2 separate regions of the Sus scrofa genome follow, and region 2 is linked to region 1. The links are chromatin contacts, called in public HiChIP or PLAC-seq maps. All regions are on one chromosome and are shown on one strand. The core of a region is the stretch at or near the end of the contact, and the rest is flanking DNA. Distances in the headings are between cores, read along the strand shown. Region 1 holds the start of TCTN1 (tectonic-1). Region 2 overlaps RAD9B (cell cycle checkpoint control protein RAD9B).

Region 1 (6,919 bases), core at 1,145-3,644:
CATGTCTTGACACAGAGGAACCTTGAAAATAATTATACTAAATTAAAGAAACCAGTCCCCAGTGGCCACATATTATATGATGCTATATATATGAGATGTCCAGAATAGGCGAACCCATAGAGACAGAAAGCAGATTAGTAGTTGCCAGAGGCTGGGAGGAGGGGGAATGGAAAATGAGTTTTAATGGGTATGGGGTTCCTTTTTGGGGTAATGAAAATATTCTACAATTAGATAGCAGTAACGGTTGCACAACCTTATACCTTTTAGACTAAAAAAACATTGAACCTGTACACTTTAAAAGAGTGAATGTTATGGCAGGTGAATATCTCAATTTAAAAAAGTAGTTTAGAAGTTCTCCTGTGGTGCAGCGGGTTAAGGATCCAGCATTGTCATTGCAGCAGCTTGGATCGCTGCTGTGGCACCGGTTTAGTCCCTGGCCTGGGAACTTCCTCATGCCACAGGTGTGACCAAAAAACAAACAAACAAAAAAATAGTTTAGGACCTACTGTAGAGGGTCTTATATGCTAAGCTGAGGGTACTTAATGTTCAAGATACCAAGGGGTCACCAAATGCTTTTAATATGCCAGTAATAATAATAAACCTAATATAATAATAATAATGAAATAATAATAGTAATGAACAATACAATATATTGAGCACTTCCCATGTGTATTACCTGCATCATTTGCACTGGCCACCTATTTAAACATGCAAGCACCCAACAGTTCCATCTACATTTCTCTTCATGGCATGAAGGATTTATTTATTTTGTTTATTGACTAAAATGTAAGTTCCATAAGAGCAGGGGATTTTGTGTATTTTATTCACCACATTATCTCAAGTGTCTGGAACAGTGCCTAGCAAACAATAGGTGCTAAATAAATGCTTAAGACGTGAATGCTGTTGATTAGGAGACTCTTAGAGATCACATAGAACAAGCAACTTGTTTTATAGCTGAGAAAAGGGGAGCAAACAACATGTCTCTCCCAGGAGCCGGGCTAACTGGAGAAGTGTCCAGGAGACTCTTAGTACCTGCCCTGAAAAGCCCTTTTGAAGGCACTAGCCATAGGCTGTTCTTTCCATTTAATTTATCTTGCTTTGTATTGTTTGTGATGGTCATCTTTTCCCACCTAGAATCCATTTCCTCCATTCTCCGAGAATAGTATTTTGATTTTCCTTGGAGGAATAATGCATGCAGTTTGGTTTGTGCTGTTTGGGTGGAACTGGATGGCAGGAGGACACGTGACCCAGGTCTGACCAGTCAGAGCATTGCATTCTATTGGTCATAGTGATTGGTCCAGAAAGAAGACACGTGACCCAAACTAGACCAATGAAACTCCACTCTGGGATTTTGCTGAAAGCATTTGGATGAAATTCTCACCAGCATTTCTAAACTAGTAGAATACAAGCTTGGAGCTGCCAGTGGCCGTTTTTACCACTGCTTTGGGAAGAGCTAGCCTGAGAATGAAGGCAGTTCAGAGAACAGTAGAGCCCAGAGATGGTAAAAAAAACAGAGGTCTTTTGATATCAATTAAAACCCTGAGTCCAGCTTTGCCTGAAGGAATATTGGTCCCTGAAATCATATTCATTCCTTCTTTTGCCTAAGCCACTTTGAGTTTGGCTTGCAACAAAGTGAATCCTGACAGACATGTCATGTGATCCTGATACCATGGCTACAATTACTGAATGGAGAATAAATCACCAGACCAAAGGCAGCTGTTAGAAAGGAACTTATCCTCTGCTATTTTACATAGAGGAGAGGGAACTGCCACTCCTCAATAGAAAGACTACTGAAGGAAAACTTTTGATCTCTTTCTTTACTGTTTCCATGAGATAAGGAGTGGGTCTGATTGGTGGATTCAGAAGAAAATGCCAATGTTACTAAACTGAAGTCAGGTCTGTTTGCCAGGTGTTCAGCAAAGCCAATCTAATGACACCAGCTTGTGGTGAAGGAAAGTACAGCATTTTTTGAAGGGCACCAAGCGGGAACAGGCAGCTAGTGCTCAAAAGACTCAAGCTCCCTGATAGCTTTTAGGCAGGGTTTTCAAAGGCAACATTAGGGGTGAGTGTTGCAGGGTGCGTGACCAGCTCATGGACATTTTTCTGATTGGTTGGTGGTGAGGTAACAGGGTGATGCTTAGGAAATCTTTATCATCAACCTTCTGGTTCCAGCCAGCCTGGGGTCTACGTGCTTGTGGTTAGCATGTTGTCACCATCCTCCACCGAGTGGGGGAGGGGGGGGTCCTTAATTTCTGCAGAACAACTCAAAGATATGTTTCAGATTGTTATCTGTATCCCTTTGGGAGGAACTAGGAATCCTGTGACTCTATTATTCTAATTATTAACTGCTCGAGTATGCTCTTTAGAACTCTGGAGAAAGGCCAAGGAAGAAGTAGAGGACGCGGAAGGTCTAGTACCTGGGAAGGCCCCACAAGGATCTGCTCAGTTTCAGTCCCCCTTTTTCTTTAATATTCCTCAAAAGGGGATGGGGCCGGACAAGAAAGGGAATAAAGTTTTGGATGAGAGGTTAATCATAAACTTGGCAGGGGAACTCAGTTTTCAGGGGACTTGGTCTCAGTAAGCATGTTGCATCGGGTCTTTTCTCTTTTTCTTTCTTGCTGTGATTTGACCTTTGGTTACACATGTTTCCTGCTCCAACGTGGGGATCCTGTCCCTCTGGAGGAGGCCTGCAGTGACTCGCCGTGACAAGGTAAACCAGTATAATCCAGGTGGGGTTTGTGTACATAGCAAAGCCATGTTCTCAATCAGCCTTACCAATAAAACTGACACTTTGGAGCTCCAGCTGACTGATTCACGCATCTACGTCTCAGTGGGCTTAGAATTTAGGAGAGCCAAGAAGGGGGTAATGAACTATTACCTCATAACCCCCCAACATGTCAGCTTTCTTTTTAGAAAACTTCAGAGGCAGGCATGAGGGCTGACATTTGGGGGCTAAAATAACCCATGGAGATCAGGTTTCTGGTGCAGTCAGGGCTCTAGGCTGAAAGGTAATTGTGGGTCAAGTGGATTCTTGACCTGGGCAGTTTGTGACAGCTATAGTTGTTCAGCAAGATTGTAACTGGCAGGGGCCTGAGTACAAAAACCTCTGGGGCAGACCTTGACCTAACCCATGTGAGTACAGCTTTGACCTCAGCAAGTGGCTGGACAGGGATTACATTATTGGGAAAAAAGCCTTTCTGTCCCAGAGTCTTCCCTTAAAGAGGGCAGAGCTTAAAGTTACAAGTGTTTAGGCTTTGGTGAGGAGATTTTTGCTTTATGTGTTACGTCTTTCAGCAAAGCTTTAGACTGGATTTTAAACAGCAAAGGCAGCTAAATGCTACAGGGTCAACAGAGCTCTTGTCTGTGAGATTGTAGCCTTTTTATAGTACCAACACAGGGAGTAGTTGGATGCTGCAAATCTCTTCCTCGGTACTTCGTTCTGAGCTTCTTTCAAGGTCATGAGCAGGACCTGTGAAAGGGCTGATCTCTTGACTCCATTGGTTTGTCACATGCTGGTGAGGCTCACCCCACTACTGGGATCCTAAGTCTGCTCTGATTTGTTAATTGCATAAGCCTTGATCAATGGCTTTGGATTTGGGGAGTCCAGACTCTGAGTTTACCTACAGAATGGGGTTATGTTTTTACAATGAGGACAGATTAAAAGAACAGGACCCTTATATAGAAGATACAGTTCTTTGTGAGTTGAAGTAGAGAAAGCTAATGAAAATCCAAAAGCTAAGAAGGCAGTTAATGAAGCTTATGCCTGGAAGACTTTGTCTCTGGGAAATGGGTTTGCTCAGGGAATCAAGGAGGAACAAGGTTGTTTTCAAAAATATGATTCTGTCATGCATATTTGAAAGTTTCTGAGAGTGGATCTTAAAAGTCCCCATCACAAAAGAAAAAACTTTTTTTTTGGTAAGCATATGTGGTAATGGATGTTAACCAGACTTACTGTAGTAATCATTTTGCAGAATATACAAATATCAGATTATTTTGAAGCTAATGTTATATGTCAAATTTATTTATTTATGGGCATGTCTGTAGCATATGGAAGTTCCTAGGCTAGGGACTGAATCCAGGATCGAATGCCAGATCCTTAATCCTCTGTGCATTCTCTTCTGTGGGAAATTCTCTTCTGCCTCTTAATCTACCTAGCTGAGCCTTCAAAAACTCATTTCCTAAAGTTCCTGTCGTAGCACAGTGGAAACGAATCCGACTAGGAACCATGAGGTTGCAGGTTCGATCCCTGGCCTTGCTCAGTGGGTTAAGGATTTGGCGTTACTGTCAGCTGTGGTGTAGGTTGCAGATGTGGCTCGGATCCCACATTGCTGTGGCTCTGGTGTAGGCCAGCAGCTACAGCTCTGATTGGATCCCTAGCCTGGCAACCTCCATATGCTGCGGGTGTGGCCCTCAAAAGACAAAAGAAGAAAACAAAAAACAAACCGAAAGACCCCTCATTTCGCTTTCATATCTGTCTGATCTGTCTATTAAGATAACAGTTTTAGCTTTAAAAAGATCCCTGCCCTTCTGGGGAGAGTAATCAGTGTGAAGATGGGAGCAAGCTGGAAGGGAAGATACTTGAGGCCACAGAGGAAAAGCATCCCGCAGGGCACAGGGAACCTGGTGATACCAATTATATTAGCATAGAAAGAAAAATACAAGCTAACGAGCAGTTTAAGGAGTGCAAACATCCCCCCCATTTTCCTCCTAAGGTCAAGGATTTCATGCCCCAGAGGGGGCACCAGATGGGAGAAGACAGAAATCTGCTGTTCCCTCTGCCAGTCTCACTTCCAGACCTATGTATCTGTTTCTCTTTAGCGTGATTAAAAATACTGTAAATTTTTGACATAGGGAACAAGCTTTTGGTTGCCGAGGGGGAGGGGGTTGGGGAAGGGATGGAGTGGGAGGTTGGGGTTAGCAGATGTAAGTTATTATTCATGAAAGGAATAATCAACAAGACCTTACTGTACAGTACAGAGAACTATATCCAAGGTCCTATGATCAAACATAATGGAAAAGAATACTAAAAAAGAGCATATATATGTATATATATGATTCATTTTGCTGTATAGCAGAAATTAATACAACATTGTAAATCAACTATACTTCAATTTAAAAAATACTGTAAATTAAAGGAGTTCCCGTCGTGGCGCAGTGGTTAACGAATCCGACTAGGAACCATGAGGTTTTGGGTTCGGTCCCTGCCCTTGCTCAGTGGGTTAACGATCCGGCGTTGCCCTGAGCTGTGGTGTAGGTTGCAGACGCGGCTCGGATCCCGCGTTGCTGTGGCTCTGGCGTAGGCCGGTGGCTACAGCTCTGATTCAACCCCTAGCCAGGGAACCTCCATATGCCGAGGGAGCAGCCCAAGAAATAGCAACAACAACAACAACAAAAGACAAAAGACAAAAAAAAAAAAAAAAAAACACTGTAAATTAAAAAAAAAAATCCCTGCCTTCCTTCAGTTTAGTGAGCTGATCTTCCTTTATTTGTCTTTCATTTTTCCACCGGTTCTATTCTGGCAGTATGACAGAAGCTTTTTTTTTTTAAATTGGCATATTTGAAGGAGTTCTCTTGTGCACAGAGGGCTAAGGGTTCTGTTTTATTGCTATAATGGCTTGGGTCACTGCTGTGATATGGGTTGATTCCTGGCCTGGGAACTTCCACATGTCACAGGCACACTCAAATATATAAATAAACAGAATAAAATATAATTTTAAGAAAGCCTTAAAAAAAGAGGGAGAAGAAACTCATTTGTAGGTGGAAAATTGAGAGGAAATGCAAGTTATATTACAGATTCATGAGAAAAAATTACTATAAAAATGGTGGGAGGACATTGGTTTTCCCTCTGGAGGAAGAAAACAAATTGAATCCCTAACTCACACCACATACAAGAGTAAATTCCATGAGTTAAAAGTGAAAGCAAATTTTAAAAATTTTTGGAAGAAAATGTAGAAAATTGGGATAAGAAATGATGGCTTCAGAGTTCCTGTCGTGCCTCAGTGGTTAACGAATCCGACTAGGAACCATGAGGTTGCGGGTTCGGTCCCCTGTTAGGGAATTTTTGTTGGATTTATGTACATTAAAAATTAAAAATTGGAGTTCCCGTCGTGGCGCAGTGGTTAACGAATCCGACTAGGAACCATGAGGTTGCGGGTTCGGTCCCTGCCCTTGCTCAGTGGGTTAACGATCCGGTGTTGCCGTGAGCTGTGGTGTAGACTGCAGACGCGGCTCGGATCCCGCGTTGCTGTGGCTCTGGAGTAGGCCGGTGGCTACAGCTCCGATTCGCCCCCTAGCCTGGGAACCTCCATATGCCGCGGGAGCGGCCCAAGAAATAGCAACAACAACAACAACAAAAAGACAAAAGACAAAAAAAAAAAAAAAAAAATTAAAAATTGCTAGGGCACAGTCTTTAAGGCATTAGATGCTGTGACCTCCTTTGCCTGGCAAAGTAATAAAATTTTTCTCCTTTGCCAAAAGAAAAAAAAGTGAAGTTAAAAGTTCCTTAAAATGGAGTTCCTGCTGTGGCACCATGGGATCTGAGGGTGTTTTGGGAGCGCTGGGACACAGGTTCAATCCCTTGCCCAGCACAATGGGTTGCTCTAGCTGTGACTTAGGTGGCAACTACGGCTTGGATCTGATCCCTGGCCGGGGTACTCTATATATGCCTCTGGACACCCAAAAAAGGAAAAAAGAAAAAAATTCCTCAAAATGGATCAAAGACCTAAATATGAGAGAACTATTAAGCTTTTAGAAGAAAACATGGGGTAAAAATCTTAATTTTTTTGGATTTGACAAATGACTTGATGGATATAACACCAAAAGCACAGGCAGCAAAAGAAAAAATAGATACATTGGACTACATCAACATTTAAAATTTCTCTTCATCAAGGAACACTATCAACAGAGTGAAAGGCAGCCC
Region 2 (6,919 bases), core at 2,508-5,007, 72 kb before region 1:
TTCAAACAGCCAGTTTTTCCACTTAAGTATGTCTCAAGTGGCTTGTTTACAGTAATATCCAATATACATTTGTGATTGGTTGATTTTTTTAATAGCTTTTGTAGGGAAGTTGTTGTGTTAGAATGCTCTAAGTTACAAGTAACAGAAAAAAAAAAAAATCCAACTCAAACTGCCTTAAACAATAAGGAGGGATATTGGCTCATGTAAAGGAAAAGTTCAAAATGAGGTCATAGGCGTGGTTTGATCCAGACTGCAGCAGCTGCTTCTCTTCCTTCTGTTTCAAATTCTCTCAGCTCTCCTGTCCTCCATGTGATTTATACTAAGGCCAGCTTCTTTTATAAACTTTTAATAATATGGTGACTTCCAGCAGCAGCAGCTTGGGCTGCCATGCTTGCTCTTTCACATCCAGGGGGAGAGCCTTACCTCATATATGCATTGAACAAAAGTGCTTGACTTTGCTCTGACTGGACAAACCTAAACTAATCCTAGGGGGCTAGGGGAATTCCATTCTCTAACTGCCCTGGCTTCTTGCCATATCTGGACCAAATTCAATTGTGGGGCGGTGGGGGGGGGCAGATAAGATTACATCAATTGATTTATAGCAACAAGGGCCCACAAGTGATGCTGAAAGTGAAATCAGCCCCACCCAGACCTCATGGCTACTACACAACCAGGAAGGATGGCTCAGGAAGGAAAGGGGAAGTAGGGGGTGCATGCTGCTACAGTCATTGGGATAAATAGTTATACTTTCCAAAACTTTAGAAGCTCAGAAAATTATGTTTGCAATTTTATATTAATAATCTGGTGGAGAAACATTGTTCAAATGTAATTGAGAAAAATCACCTGGGTTGGTGTTCCTGCTGTGGCGCAATGGGATCATCGGCCTCTTGGGAGTGATGGGACACAGGTTCAATCCCTGACCCAGCACAGTGGGTTAAAGATCCATCATTGCTGCAGCTGCGGCTTAGGTTGCAACCATGGCTCAGATCTGATCCCTGGCCCAAGGAACACCATATGCAGTGGGGCGGCCAAAAATGAAAAAAAAAAAAGAAAAACAAAAAACACCTGGGCAGAGATATCCACTAAACTGCTGCAAATATACATTTGAAACTCGGGAAGAAATTTAGGACAATGAAGTAAATTTGGCTCTCTTCACTGATGGAAAACAATTGAAAAAACATGACCTACTAAAAAAGGATTAACTTCTCAGAGTCTAATCATAAATGGTTTCTGGAACAGTGATTTCTTAAATTATTTAGCATCTGCTATTAGAAAAAAAAAGATGTTTTATATCCTCAAGAACCAAGATTCATCCGAAATATTTACTGCCTAGCAATTATTCTATCAATTCTCTGTATTTGCATTTGCACTGGCCCCACAGTGGCTGAAAATGAATCAGTGAGTTGTCCCTGAAGAACATGCTCTGATCCAAAGCACACATGCTAATGCATTCTGTCCTGCTCAAGGACAGGTTCCCAACAGAGAGGGACTTCCATCAGATGGATGCCCTGGCTATTTATTGAGTGAACAGAAGTCTGATTTATACATTATATTAATGACATATGTCAAGAGGACAGGATTGCTGGAGTTCCCGTCGTGGCTCCCGTCGTGAATCCAGCTAGGACCCATGAGGTTTCAGATTTGATCCCTGGCTTCGCTCAGTGGGTTAAGGATCTGGCGTTGAGGTGAGCTGTGGTGTAGGCCGGTGGCTACAGCTCCAATTAGACTCCTAGCCTGGGAACCTCCATGTGCCACGGTACGGCCCTAGAAAAGACAAAAAAAAAAAAAAAGGACAGGATTCCTACTTCAAGGTTTTGAGGTTTTGTAAAAAGGCATTCTGCAGATGTGCTAATGACTTTAAACTCTCAAAACAGTGAATTTAAAGGCATTGAGAAACATTTGAATAACATAATTTGAGTAACTGATCTAAGAAAACATTTGTACAGTTTATATCAGAGAATGTTTGGCCTACAGTAAGCATTCTCTTTACTTAATCTGTTTTTTGTTTTTGTTGTTGTTTGGCCACACCTGCAGCATGTGGAAGTTCCCAGGACTGGGATCAAATCTCTGTCACAGCAGCAACCTGGTGCTGCAGTGACAACACCAGATCCTTAACCTATTGTGCCACAGGGGGCCTCCCTACTTCCTATTTTCTTATTGTTTGTCTCCCCTCACTAGAATGTAAGCTCTGTGAGGTTGGAGATTTTTGTCTGATTTGTTCTTCGCTAGTCCACAGCTCCAAAAGTAGTCCCTGTATGGTAGGTTACAGAAAAATACTTATAAATTATTTGCAGGCCCTCCCTTTGAAAGCTGAAGTACTTCCCCAACTCTCAGCTGGACTTGGACTTGCTTTGATATCAATAGAATGCATTAGAAGTGATATTATGTGGGTTCCAAGCCTAGGCCTCCAGAGACCTGTCAGTAGTTCCTGTTGTAGCTCAGCAGGTTAAGAACCCGACTAGTATCCATGAGGATGAGGGTTCGATCCCTGGCCTCTTTCAGTAGGTTAAGGATCCAGTGTTGCTGCAGGCTGCAGCATAGGTACAGATGTGGCTCGGATCCAGTGTTGCTATGGCTGTGGCATAGGCTGGCAACTGTAGCTCCAGTTTGACCCCTATCCCAGGAACTTCCATATGCCCCAAGTATGTCCCTAAAAAGCAGGAAAAAAAAAGAAAAGTATGTCAGCTTCTACTCTTAAACTAAGAATGTTTCCATCGGCCTGAAAATAAGCACAGCAAAGTGTAGACTCCTGGAAGATTGCAGACCAGGTGGTGAAAGGCCCCAGCCATCCTGCTGTTCCGGTTGTCCCAACTTTGAGGCCCCAGATGTGAAAGTGAGGCCATTCAAAATGATCCAGCCACAGTTAAGCCAGCCTTCACCAGAGGAGCCACTCAATCGTGAGAAATAACAAATGTTTGTTATTTTGAACCACTAAATTTTTGATGTGGTTTGTTATCCAGCAAAAGCCAGCTGATCAGCCTTGTACACAGCAAGTGCTCAGTAAATATTTATGAAAATAATAAATGTTGCTGTTTTTATTAATTCAGTTAAAAATAAGTTGAGAAATATTTATAGTGAATCCTTTTGCTTCTCATGGTAACATTATTATGCTGTAGAAAGTTATAGCCTACCTGAATTTTATTTCATGGGCTTTATGTTCAAACTTAGATTCAGAGGAGTTCCCGTTGTGGCTCAGAGGGTTATGAACCCAACTAGTATCCATGAGATTGTGGGTTTGATCCCTGGCCTCGATCAGTGGGTTAAGGATCCAGCGTTGCCTTGAGCTGTGGTGTAGGTCACAGATGTGGCTCAGACCCAAGTTGCTGTGGCTGTGGCATAGGCCAGCAGCTGCAGTTCCAATTCCACCCCTAGCCTGGGAACTTCCATATGCCAGAGGTGTGGCCCTAAAAAGCAAAACAAAGCAAAATACAACTTAGATTCATAAAATTTAAAAAAGAGAGAGAGGATTTCCTTTGTAGCGCGCAGCAGGTTAAGGATTTAGCATTGTCATTGCAGCAGCTCAGGTCACTGCTGTGGCACAGGTTCAACATGCCACCAATATGGCTAAAAAAAAAGAGAAAAAACAAACTTAGATTCAAAATCTAGCCATACTTGTTAAAACAGCATAGCACAGCACTTAACAGAGCTCTAGAACTATAGCTTCATCTTTTGATATTAAGTACCTACTCCACAGGGATATTGTGAGGATCAGAGGTACTGCATGTGCAATGTGTGCTGCAGTTTCTACTGCAGGACATTGGGCCATAGCTGTTGTTGCTACACACTCCTCTCTTCCTCCTCTCAGAGGAAAAGAACCCAATGATCAGGTTTTACTTTCAGAGGTTCCATCCAGAAATATCAGTCTTGGATGAAAAATACTGAAGGAGAATCATACATATATGATCTGCAGTGGGTATTTACTGTTTTACACGCAATATAAGAAATTCCCTGAAAAGAAGTGGGAGCTCTGCTACCTGATTGGTCAGAGGGTGTGACATGTTACATGGTGTCCACTAGGGAGCGATAAATACATTCATTAAGGAATAGTGCTTCTGGTAAGCTATGTGTACCTGCCAACTATTGAATATTACTTTAATTTTACTATTTTTATATGGCTGTGAAATTTAAAGCCTTTTAAACATCTGTTAATTTTGCACTTGAAATTATTAATGTATTTCCTTATTATTTTTAAGGTATTAAAAGAATTCATAATGTGTGTTTTCAAGAAAGTCAGCCTTTGCAAGTTATTTTTGAAAAGAACATGTGTACTAATATGCTAGTGATTCAACCAAGGTAATGAGCTCTCTTTTGCTTATTTTTATTCTTCTGAATATAGTCTGGTCACAGAGTAAAGAATTAATGCTCTAGAACTTTAAACTCAGTCATATGTATGTGTGTGTGTATTTCTAACATTAAATATATATATATAAGATACATGAATATATATATATAAGACATATGAATATATATATAAATATATATATATTTAACCTAACAATGGACTTACAGAAATCACCTTACAGGATCAAGAGGAAGCCTTAAGAAAGATAATAGTAAATAATGACTAATGGTAGAAATTATACTTTAGTGGTCAAGAAAGTTCTAGAAATACCCCATCAGTGGCTTTTTACATTAAGTCATTAAGAGAAAAATATATGAGCTAATAATATTTTGAATTAATATACTGCCTTCTCTCTGAGTCTTAACACACATAGCCCAAGGATATTTTAACATTTTTTATGTGAAGTGATTTTTATCCCTATTTCTGTTTTTTTTTTTCCTAGAGAAGGAGTGAAACATATTTGTCAGTGAAAGGTACTCGATTTTTCAGTTAAGCTGTAGCATTAAACATTTAACAGTAATTACTTTGTGAGCCAAAAGATCTTTTATCCTTATTGTTTTTTAAATTACGAGAAAGTATGTGTGTTCCTTGCAATATACGTAAAATTTGCGGAAGAGTGCAAAAATGAAAAATGAAAGTCTTTCTCATCTACTTGCTGTGTATATCCTACTTGACAGAGTAACACCTCATAACAAGTTGGTATATATCCTTCTGCATTTTCTGTTTATAGCCAGTCTCTCTATAACTTTCTCTCTCTCTGTAGCTATGGATATCTTTTTTTTTTCTTTCTCCCTCTCTCTCAAATTTATATCACATACTAGACACATACATACTTTTTAAAAAGAAAATGTCCTACTACTATTCTTGTCTGGCAATTTGCTTTTTTAGTTTCTGTGTCCATCTTATTCTTTTTAATGATTATATAATTTTTCATTGTGTGACTGAAATGTAATTTAGTTACCCATCACCCTATTAGTAGAAAAGTTGGTAGTTTCCAGCTTTTTGCCCTCACAAACAATGCTGTTAGTAGTGCATAGGATAGTGTATTAGTTCCTGTTTCTGTGGAGTAAATTGTCCCATAGCTTAAAGCTTTAGAAATAACCAGACATTTATTACTTCAAAATAATAAGTGTGGCTTAGCTGGGTGCTTTTAGCCCAAGGTTTCTCATGAGGTTGAAGTTAAGCCATCATCCAGGGCTGTGGTCTCATCTGAAGACTGAACTTGGGGAAATTCACTCTCAGGCTCACTGATCTGGCTGTTGGAAGGCCTCAGAAGGTCAGCTTCCAAGCTCTCTCCCATGGCTGCTTGTAGCCCTCATTTCCTTACCATGTAGGCCTCTCTGTAGGCTACCTCATTTGTCCTCACAACATAGCAACTGGTAATCTGGGCCAGGGGTTGGGGGTAGCGAGAGAGAGAGAGAGAGAGAGAGAGAGAGAGAGAGAGAGAGAGAGAGAGAGAGAGAGGGGGAAGGGGCAGTATCCTATTATGGAAGCCATAGTCTTTTTTAAAACTAATCTCAGAATTGACATTTCATCACTTTTTCTTTATTAAATGAGAATCTGTAAGTGCAGACCATACTCTAGGGGCAGGGGATTATATAAGGGTATGAATACCAGGCAGTGGGGATCATTAGGGGCCATTTTATAGGCTGCCTAACACGGAGTTCTAAAAATGAAATTGCTGGGTCAAAGGCTTATACAAATTTTAAATTTGCAGAGTTCCCGTTGTGGCGCAGTGGTTAATAAATCCGACTAGGAACCATGAGGTTGCAGGTTCGGTCCCTGCCCTTGCTCAGTGGGTTAAGGATCTGGCGTTGCCGTGAGCTGTGGTGTAGGTTGCAGACGCAGCTCGGATCTTGCGTTGCTATGGCTCTGGCGTAGGCCGGTGGCTCCAGCTCCGATTCGACCCCTAGCCTGGGAACCTCCATATGCCGCGGGAGCGGCCCAAGAAATAGCTAAAAAGACAAAAAAAAAAAAAAAAAATTTAAATTTGCGTGTGGACTCACTACCAAATTGCTATCTGAAAAGTTTGTACCAATTTACATTCCCACCAAAAGTGTAGGAGAATCCTTCCAGGTAAAGGATATGATTTGCCAAACTGATAGGCAGAAAATGGCATTATTGGTTATTCTTTATCGGGTTTATTTTATTACCAGAGAGTATAAGCATCTTTTTTTTTTTTTTTTTTTTTTTTTTTTTTTTGGTGTTTTTAGGGCTGCACCCAAGGCATTTGGAGGTTCTTAGGCTAGGGGTCGAATTGGAGCTGTAGCTGCTGGCCTACACCACCGCTCACAGCAATGTGAGATCCTTAACCCACTGAACGAAGCCAGGGATCGAACCCACGTCCTCATGGATACTAGTTAGGATCATTAACCACTGAGCCACGATGTAGACTCCAAGCATCTTTTCATATATTTATTAGCAATTTGTATTTTTATTCCTTTTTGAATTGCACATTCCTGTTGTCATTTTTTATCAGGTTATTTGGTAACTTATACAACACCTCTCTCTTAACACTGGAAAAGTTCCCAGATTAATTTGGTAGGTGTTCCTGACATTTTGGCACCAAGAAACATT

The links. HiChIP or PLAC-seq counts read pairs in DNA pulled down with a chosen protein or histone mark.
Region 2: an H3K27ac HiChIP or PLAC-seq map of alveolar macrophages shows a contact between it and region 1. The contact joins the enhancer-like site here to the promoter of TCTN1 in region 1. A contact is called at or near these places in 4 of 5 promoter capture datasets (fetal liver, fetal skeletal muscle, liver and 1 more), 33 of 47 Hi-C or Micro-C datasets (adipocytes, adipose tissue, alveolar macrophages and 18 more) and 2 of 2 datasets of contacts at active chromatin or transcription factors (alveolar macrophages and skeletal muscle).

Annotation. Positions count from the first base shown.
Region 1 is chr14:31,951,602-31,958,520 of Sscrofa11.1, forward strand. TCTN1 (tectonic-1) reads left to right here and starts at 2,395. Exons shown (of 15, transcript XM_021074349.1): 1 at 2,395-2,710.
Region 2 is chr14:31,877,809-31,884,727 of Sscrofa11.1, forward strand. RAD9B (cell cycle checkpoint control protein RAD9B) reads left to right here. Exons shown (of 11, transcript XM_013982863.2): 5 at 4,194-4,293. Among named protein-coding and RNA genes, the nearest start is that of VPS29, 12 kb to the left of the region's middle. Within about 2 kb of position 3,758, at least 3 of the 83 cell types and tissues checked have an H3K27ac peak or open chromatin away from gene starts, as enhancers often do. A contact at or near this core is called in alveolar macrophages, where this site is marked.